Regions from separate parts of the Muntiacus reevesi genome. Here region 2 is linked to region 1. The links are chromatin contacts, called in public Hi-C maps. All regions are on one chromosome and are shown on one strand. The core of a region is the stretch at or near the end of the contact, and the rest is flanking DNA. Distances in the headings are between cores, read along the strand shown.

Region 1 (3,846 bases), core at 884-3,383:
TGCCTTGTTCCCCACCTCCACTTTACTAAACTGTTCACCAAGTGTTAACCTTTGAGAGTGTCTAAAACATAGTAGGTGTCTTACATACTGTTACCCTTACATACTGTTACCAGATTCATTACCTCTGTCAGTTCACCTGTAAAACAAGGAGAAAGATCAACCTTTTCGGTTGTTAGGAACAAATGACAACCTCGATAAAAAATTACATAACAATTAGTACATACTAGGTGCTCAGTAAATGTTCCTTTCTTTTTTCTGCAAAAGATCACCCTAGATGAAAGTGTTGCCACTCTACAATGGACTGGTTAAATAATAGAACAGAAAAATATGGAATCGGAAAAATGAAGTTTTGAGCTATAGCTCTATGATGAGTTTGGTCAAATCAAACCACCTGATCTGCTGAACTGGCACCCTCATCTGCCACATAAAATTCAACCTTATCTATTTCACAAGCTTCCGTGAAATTATTAATTTGCCAAAGGATTTGCTAAAAACCATCTCTGACACACAGCTCTCTGATCACTTGGATGGTACTTAACCACTACAAGGATGAGCAACAGCCTTAAGTTTTCAACTGAATACCAACCTCACTCCTCATTTGACCATATTATCTCCGGTAGTTATTCAAACATTTTAAGCTTTTGTTTCTTCATGCAGGCACTAAGGAAAGTAATATCGGACCAACCTGAAGCTAGTAGCAAGACTTCACGAGATGAACCTTTTGAAATCACTTCATAAACTGTACAGTGCTAGACGACAGTGAGAGGTATCACTAGAATTTCTACCTTCTCAGGTTCCTGGCTCAATGCTTGACTAAGTAGGCTCTTTCGATCCCATCAAAATTCCACCTCCTCTACAAAACTTGTCTTCATTTCCAAAAGATCATTTCTATTCCTTTCCTTCCAATGGTTCTGTCAGATAACAGGCAAAGGTCCCTGTTACTGTATTTCATCTCTTTAAATATAGCGTAAGTGTCCCAAGCAGAGAAACCATTATTTAACCATCCGCATAACCAGTGTATCTCCAATGCCTGCGGTGGCTGAATGTGTGAACTCTTGCTTATTACATTTCAAATACCCCGTCAAGTTCAGTGAATGATAGCCTCCAACATAAGCTTAACCTGGGATGCACAGTTATACGCTCATATGTAAACTTATTAAGTAGTATTATACTATGACTGTCTTTGACGTGAAAAGTCACATTTCAAATAAAAGAACCACACCCATCACACAGCCTCCCCCTCGTCCAGCAGTCGTAGTTCTGGGGTGTGCAGGTGTCCGTGCTACAGCCGCCCATTCCCCAGCCTAGCCTGCATTGTTTTCATTCACTGACTGGCCGGCCCTGTCACTCGAAGAGTTACGCGCTGCTGGAGGTGACCGGGGTCCTGAGCTTCTAGTATCCAAATGCACCCTATCGGACCAGGCTGCTCTAGAGCCGGCACCTCTCACAGGAGTAAACTGATACCAGACCAGCATCTCCGCAGAAGCCGCGGCCGCAGGAGGCGGGTCCGGGGAAGCGCCAGAGCATGAACTGAGGTCGGCAGCGAAAGAAGCGGTGGGCTCGCAGGAGCCTGAGCTCCCAGAGGGTCGGGGACTACCGGAGCGGGCTTGCGGGGGTCGGGGCTCCCACGATCTTCCCCCACCTCACCCCAAGCTTCCCGCCCGCCGCGCGTTACCTGCAGCACCAGCGCCTGCGCGGCCCCCGGGGGAAAGCCCATGCGGTCCGACGGGTGGCGCAGCAGGCGGTAGAAGTCCGTTTTGCGGTAGAGGAAGCCGAAGAGCACACGCAGAAAGTCCTGAACGTTGCCCACGTGCTGCAAGATGCCCAGCAGGGCCTGATCGTACAGCTCGGCCGCCCCAGGCTCCATGGCGTCGCCGGCCGGAGGAAAGCTCACTCACTGCGGGCGCGGCCCGGACGCCGGCCTAAGGCCACTTCCGGTGCTCTGCAGTAACGGCCCGGCCGCTGGCGCGCCCGGGAAACTTCCGGTCCGCGTTTGTTCGCCCCCGCGGTGGAGCTGGGCTGGACTGCGCCGGAGCCGACTGGACCCGGGCACCTCCCCTACTGCCCCCGGGCTTCTGGGGCGGTCTCGCAGAGGAGCAGAAGTGGGCCCCCGAAGAGCAAAAGGGCCCGGGGCTGCGGCATTGAGGGCGCCTAGTGGCCATGTTGGAAACTGGCGGAAGAGTTGTAGCGCCGACAACAACTGTTACGTGAGCCATGCTGTTGTCACGTGGTTTGTGGGCTGTGTTCCAGACTGGACGTCCTGAAACAAGGCGGGACAGCGAGAACCTTTTGCTTGCGAGTCCAAAGAGGAAAATGCGACCTTTTTGTTGGTGTGTTTCCCGTTACTAACGTAGTCGTGGGTGAAATGCAAGGTGATATGCATAAATAAAAGAAGACAAGATTGTCAAGTGAGTGCATGTACCAGGATTAAATGGAAAGAGCTAGATGCAGAAAAGAGAATCCGGTGTGCCGTGCTGTAAAATATACATATACGTATATATATGTGTGTATAGTATATACATGTGTACGCCTCGTATATATATACACAGACAGAATGTGTACGTGTTCTAAAGGTCTGTCAAAGCATAATCTGAAACTCAAAACATAAACACTTACTCAAATATATAATGAACACGTCAGAGATTTACACATTTTAATTAACAGTAGCCAATGATATGATAAAGCTAGTTTGGAGAAGCTTTTCGAGAAAGTGGGTATTTATAACTCTTTCAGAAAACAGAGTAAGATGTCTAGATTGGATACAAAGCTGGCTGGTATCCTATAAAATGATGTAGATTGTCTTTCCTAGTGGATAGAAATGATTTGCATAGCTACTGGCCTGAAACCTACAAGTTAACATGTATTTTAATAGTGTATGAACTCTAATGGATTGTGAACAAAGTCAAACTCAGATAAACTGCTGTAGAGCAGCGTTCTGAAACTTTTTGGACTTAGGACTTATTTACAGGTGATTCCCTGAGGGCCCAGTGGTTAGGACTCTGCACTCTCACATCAGAGTGCCCAAGTTCAATCCCTGGTCCAGGAACTAAGATCCCACAAGTGTGGCCATGGCCAAAAGGAGAAAAAAAAAAAAAAAAAGACCCATTTTCATTGTTAAAAATATATCAAAGACTCTTTGGAGTCTTCCATAAATTTTATGTGTATTATGTTTATTGATAGTTACCATATTGGACATAAAAACAGAAAATGTTTAAATATTTATTTATGTATTTTAATAACCATAAAAACATGTTAACATATTTTTGTAAAGAAATAATATTCTTCAGAGCAGTAAAAGTTTATGAGAAAAAAAAAGTTTATGAGAAACAAAGCATCCTTTTAAACTTTTGCAAATCTCTTTACTATCTAGCTTAATTGAATTGAAGACAGCCAGATTCTCACATCTGCTGCGTTCACTGTATTGCAGTATGGTGTTTTGACTGAAGTATGAGAAACCCAGTCTTATACAAATAGCAGTTTAATTGCCTTTTCAAGTAAATGTGAGTATTATTCTTGGAAACTACACCAACATTCAACAAATTGTACTTTCTTAAAGATTAGTTGCACTGTGAAATCTGAAATTGTATCAATAAATGTCTCCTACTTTGTCACATTAATATATGTTGGTCTGTCCTAATACTTTGAGTGAATCTTTGCTCACAATCTATTCTCTGTATACACAGAGCAAGGAGAGATGGAAGAAAGAGGCAGACCACTTCAGACTGGTAGGTAGGAGGTTTAATAAGCAAGGAAAGTTATAAGACTTGTCCTGGGCAGCCCCAAGACCAGTATATTTTCATGTCCACTTTGCCAGAATCGTAAACATTTATACAGACACCTTAACTG
Region 2 (3,743 bases), core at 275-2,774, 210 kb before region 1:
GTTCCTCTTACCAGCAATTTCCTTAACCTGAATCTCAGTTTGTATATCTGTAAGGTGGTAATAGTATCTTCCTGTTTTTGTGAGGATTAAATGAGGTCACATATGGAAAGTGCTTGGTGTAAGGGTAAGTTCAGGACGACTACTGCTATGTTTCAAGTGAATACATTTAAATCTATTCCAACAAATACTGTCCGTCTGATTCCTCCTTTTGTTTGACGTTCAGGGGCCAAAAAAAAAAAACCAACCAAAAAACAAAAAAAAAACGGACTCAGAATTTTCTTCGGAAATGGCTCTCACTCGCCCCCTACAGGGAAATTGTGTCAGTGCAGTCAGGATGGGTTACACACAGTTCAGCGTCCTTTTTGAGACACTGGCCTGGCATTGGCCTCTCTGTTCCTGAGGTTTGGTACCAAAATGTCGGGGATAGGAAAAAGCCCTTCCGCACACCCAGGGTCGATGAGAAGGGTGCTGAGTGAAAAGGCAGGTGGTGGGAACTTCCTTCAGCCAGCAGAATAGTGTATTTGGCAATGTCCAGAGACGTTTTTGGTTGCCAAATGGCCACTGGGGTACCACTTGCATTTAGTTGGGGTAAAGACATGAAATGCTGCCTACGATGCATGGACAGCCCCCAACAACAGCTATCCAATCCAAAATATCACCAGTGACAAGACTGAGATACTCTGATTGAGAGTCATGTTTTGAGTGATGCTGTTGGTTTTTCAAACATACCATCTTTCCCATCATTTCAGATCTGGCTGCTTCTAGCACGACGGTTGTGTAACCTTCCCGCCAATTTCCAAATATCAAAGTCCTTTCAGCTGTGTCTGTCCTGCAAGATGCTTTCTGACAACATACCATTTAACAAACAAGAAGATAAGACGTACTACCCTCAGAGAACTGAGCCTTATTCACCCCCATCCACTGAAAAAGCATTATTTCAACATTTCAAGCAAAATGAGGTTTTCCAAGTCATGGTATGCCAAGTGCTCCCTCAGTTTGGAGCTGTGGGAAGGGCAAGAGAGGGTACAATTAACTGAAAATAAGAGGCAAGCCTTCACCTTCCAGCAGGAGCCTCGAAAAGATCCCTATCCTTCACTCAAAAAGGAGATCTGATTTACAAAAGACTTTTCTAGAAGGCAGTTCGCGCATAAATCAAAGTCCCTCGTGTAGGGTTTACAAAGTACTGGCGTGTGGGTGGGGCTCTGGGTCTCACTGCTCAGAGGAAGGACAGCCCCCGGGACACAGGTGTTCCTACAGTACTCAGAAGAACCGGGAAGAAGCCGGGGGGCGCTGGGAGGACTCAGGACGGCCAGGGAAGGAGGGAGAAGGCCTCGGAGAGATAAGGCCAGCAGAAGAGTAAGGACTCGTAGTGAAACACCGAGGTGGCCTACGAGAACTCCGACAACGCCTCACGCGCACGCGCAGGACCCCGCACCACCCCCTCGTTCGCATTTCCGGCTGCTTCTTTCTGCATCCGGGGCACGAAAAGACTCCGTTAGGCCTCGGGCGGCGGTCCCTCACCGGAACCGGAAGTGAACCCCGAGCCAGGAGAAGGAAGCCGGTGGCCGATCCGTCAGCAGCCGGCGGCGGCCTCGAGGGGCGGCGCTGCGCTGCTCCCTGCGAACCGGTGCCGCGGCCGGGCGGGTGGCCAGCCCAAGGGCCCGGCGCCATGAAGCTGTACAGCCTAAGCGTCCTGTATAAAGGCGAGTCCAAGACGGTGCTGCTCAAGGCCGCATACGATGTGTCCTCCTTCAGCTTTTTTCAGAGATCCAGGTGAGCGGGCCCAGGAGGGCGGCGCCCGGACGGGGAGGCCCGGGGTCCGGGTTGGAGACCGTCCGGGAATCGAAGCCCGGGGCTTGGCCTCCCGCATTGGAGCCGGTGGTCTTTTCCTCGGCCTGCGGATTGTGCCTCTGAGAAATCATCCTCCTTTCAATCGTGAAAAGCTGTAGCCCGTTCTGGAATGTAGTCCGTAATCAGGGTTTTTCAAAATTTCTGTATAGAAATGACCGGGGGTCTTTGAGAAAGGGCAGATTCCTCTAGGTTCACGCCCAGTTGAGTTCCAGCAATCTGTATCTTAAACCAGCAAATCCCACTCAGTGGTTCTGACCCAGGAAGCTCACGTGCCACACCTTAAGCGCCACGTTTGTGTTGTTTGCCTGGGCTTTCCAACAGTTCGGTGTGAGAGTTCCTGGTACACTCTGTCATATTATGGAGGAAGTCACTGAGGCCCCAGGAGATGGATACCAAACCAGCCAGGACTCCAACCCAAATTGTATGCTCTTTACGGTTGGGCTCTAGTGGTACAAATGCGTTCTACAGTGAAATTGTGGAAGGAAGCATGGAGGTTTTAGGGCTTAAAAACCTTTGAACATTTGCGAGGCACTTTAATGCAATCAAGTGTGTGTTAGAAGTACCACAGACACTTAACAGCCTGTTTGAGGGAGGGGTGGCGGTGACTCAGGCACAAAAGGAGAAGGATCCTACAAAGTCTGTGTCTTTGGACACCCAATCTCCAGGTCTGGTGGCATCTGGATTCTATCTTCATTACTTCAGTGGGCTGTTTTGTTCTTGATGAGAGTGGCTTGATGGCAGAATCTCAAACAATTCCACTTGTTATTTTGTTGAAACTTTCTGCTTCTTTTTGGGTCCTTCTTGATCCTAGCATTCTCTATCATGACTTCTAGTCTCTGTTCTGTGTTGCTGCTTTTCTGTGATGGAACTTTGGGTGTTAACTTGGTTAACTCTTGATTCTTTTCCTTTCTCTCTTTTCCCTACTGACATTTACTGAGAATCCTCAGAGATTTCACTTTCGGACTTTCATCTCACTGGTTTTCGGTATCCAGACCAGTTTCAGATGATTAACACAACGGCAGTACTGTAGGGAAATCTCTACAGATGTCTCTTAAAACAACACATAGTCCAGTTGAGCCCATTGTTTTTCTCATAAGTCCTCCTCTCTTCTGTCCAGCCCACCTCATGATTATCAGAATGCGAACCTCAGAGCTTTAAAACATTTTCCAGCTTTTCTGGCTCTTGTATGCAGAATGTCACAATGAATGCAGTTCTTCCTTTGTCTAATTATAGTTCTACTCTAAGTTCTGTCTCTTTTTAGTTTTATTGCAAGGACTTCCTTATTTTCAGACTTTCCTCTAAGGGACTTTTCTGGTCCTATTCACTCTCTCAGGATATTAATAACAAGTAATACTATGCGCCAGACATCGTGCTAAGTGCTCATTTAGTCATCACAGCACGTCTCGATTTATAGACAAAGCGCGGTACAGTAAGTCCCTTACCAGAGGTCACACATCTCGTAAGTGATGGACCTGGGATCCCAGCCAGGGGAGTCCACTCCAGACATTGTGAGTCCTCACTCTGCTGTGTGGCTCTTGATGTGATCTCAGGAGTGTATGAATCTGCTGGAACCAACTGTGGATTCCACAAGTCAGGACTCTGCACTGACAGCCCTTTATATGACATTCCCAGTCAGAGGCTTCTTGTTAACTCTGGTCCCTCCAGCTGGACTGTTTTCACCTGTGACTCTTCCATTCTGGCCACATCTTTTTCTTGGGCCTGTGAACTTCCTCCTCTCCCTCAGCCTTGGTACAAACCATTTTCTGTTTCCTTGTCTTGGCTGAGCCCTTGCCCTCAATTCCGTCCAGAGTGTCCCAGGCCTGTACCATGGATTAGCCCCACCCGACCTGAGGCTAGAGCCAGCATTCACTGTCGCATTGCAGGGTCCAGCA

The links. A called contact is a pair of places that touch in the nucleus more often than the background predicts.
Region 2: a Hi-C map of muscle shows a contact between it and region 1, with 2.9 times the contacts expected there. The contact joins the promoter of YKT6 here to the promoter of NUDCD3 in region 1. A contact is called at or near these places in 2 of 3 Hi-C or Micro-C datasets (blood and muscle).

The regions. Positions count from the first base shown.
Region 1 is chr6:72,953,839-72,957,684 of mMunRee1.1, reverse strand. It overlaps NUDCD3 (NudC domain containing 3), which reads right to left and starts at 2,133. Exons shown (of 6, transcript XM_065938636.1): 1 at 1,676-2,133. The coding sequence starts at 1,867.
Region 2 is chr6:73,163,244-73,166,986 of mMunRee1.1, reverse strand. It overlaps YKT6 (YKT6 v-SNARE homolog), which reads left to right and starts at 1,524. Exons shown (of 7, transcript XM_065939251.1): 1 at 1,524-1,773. The coding sequence starts at 1,670.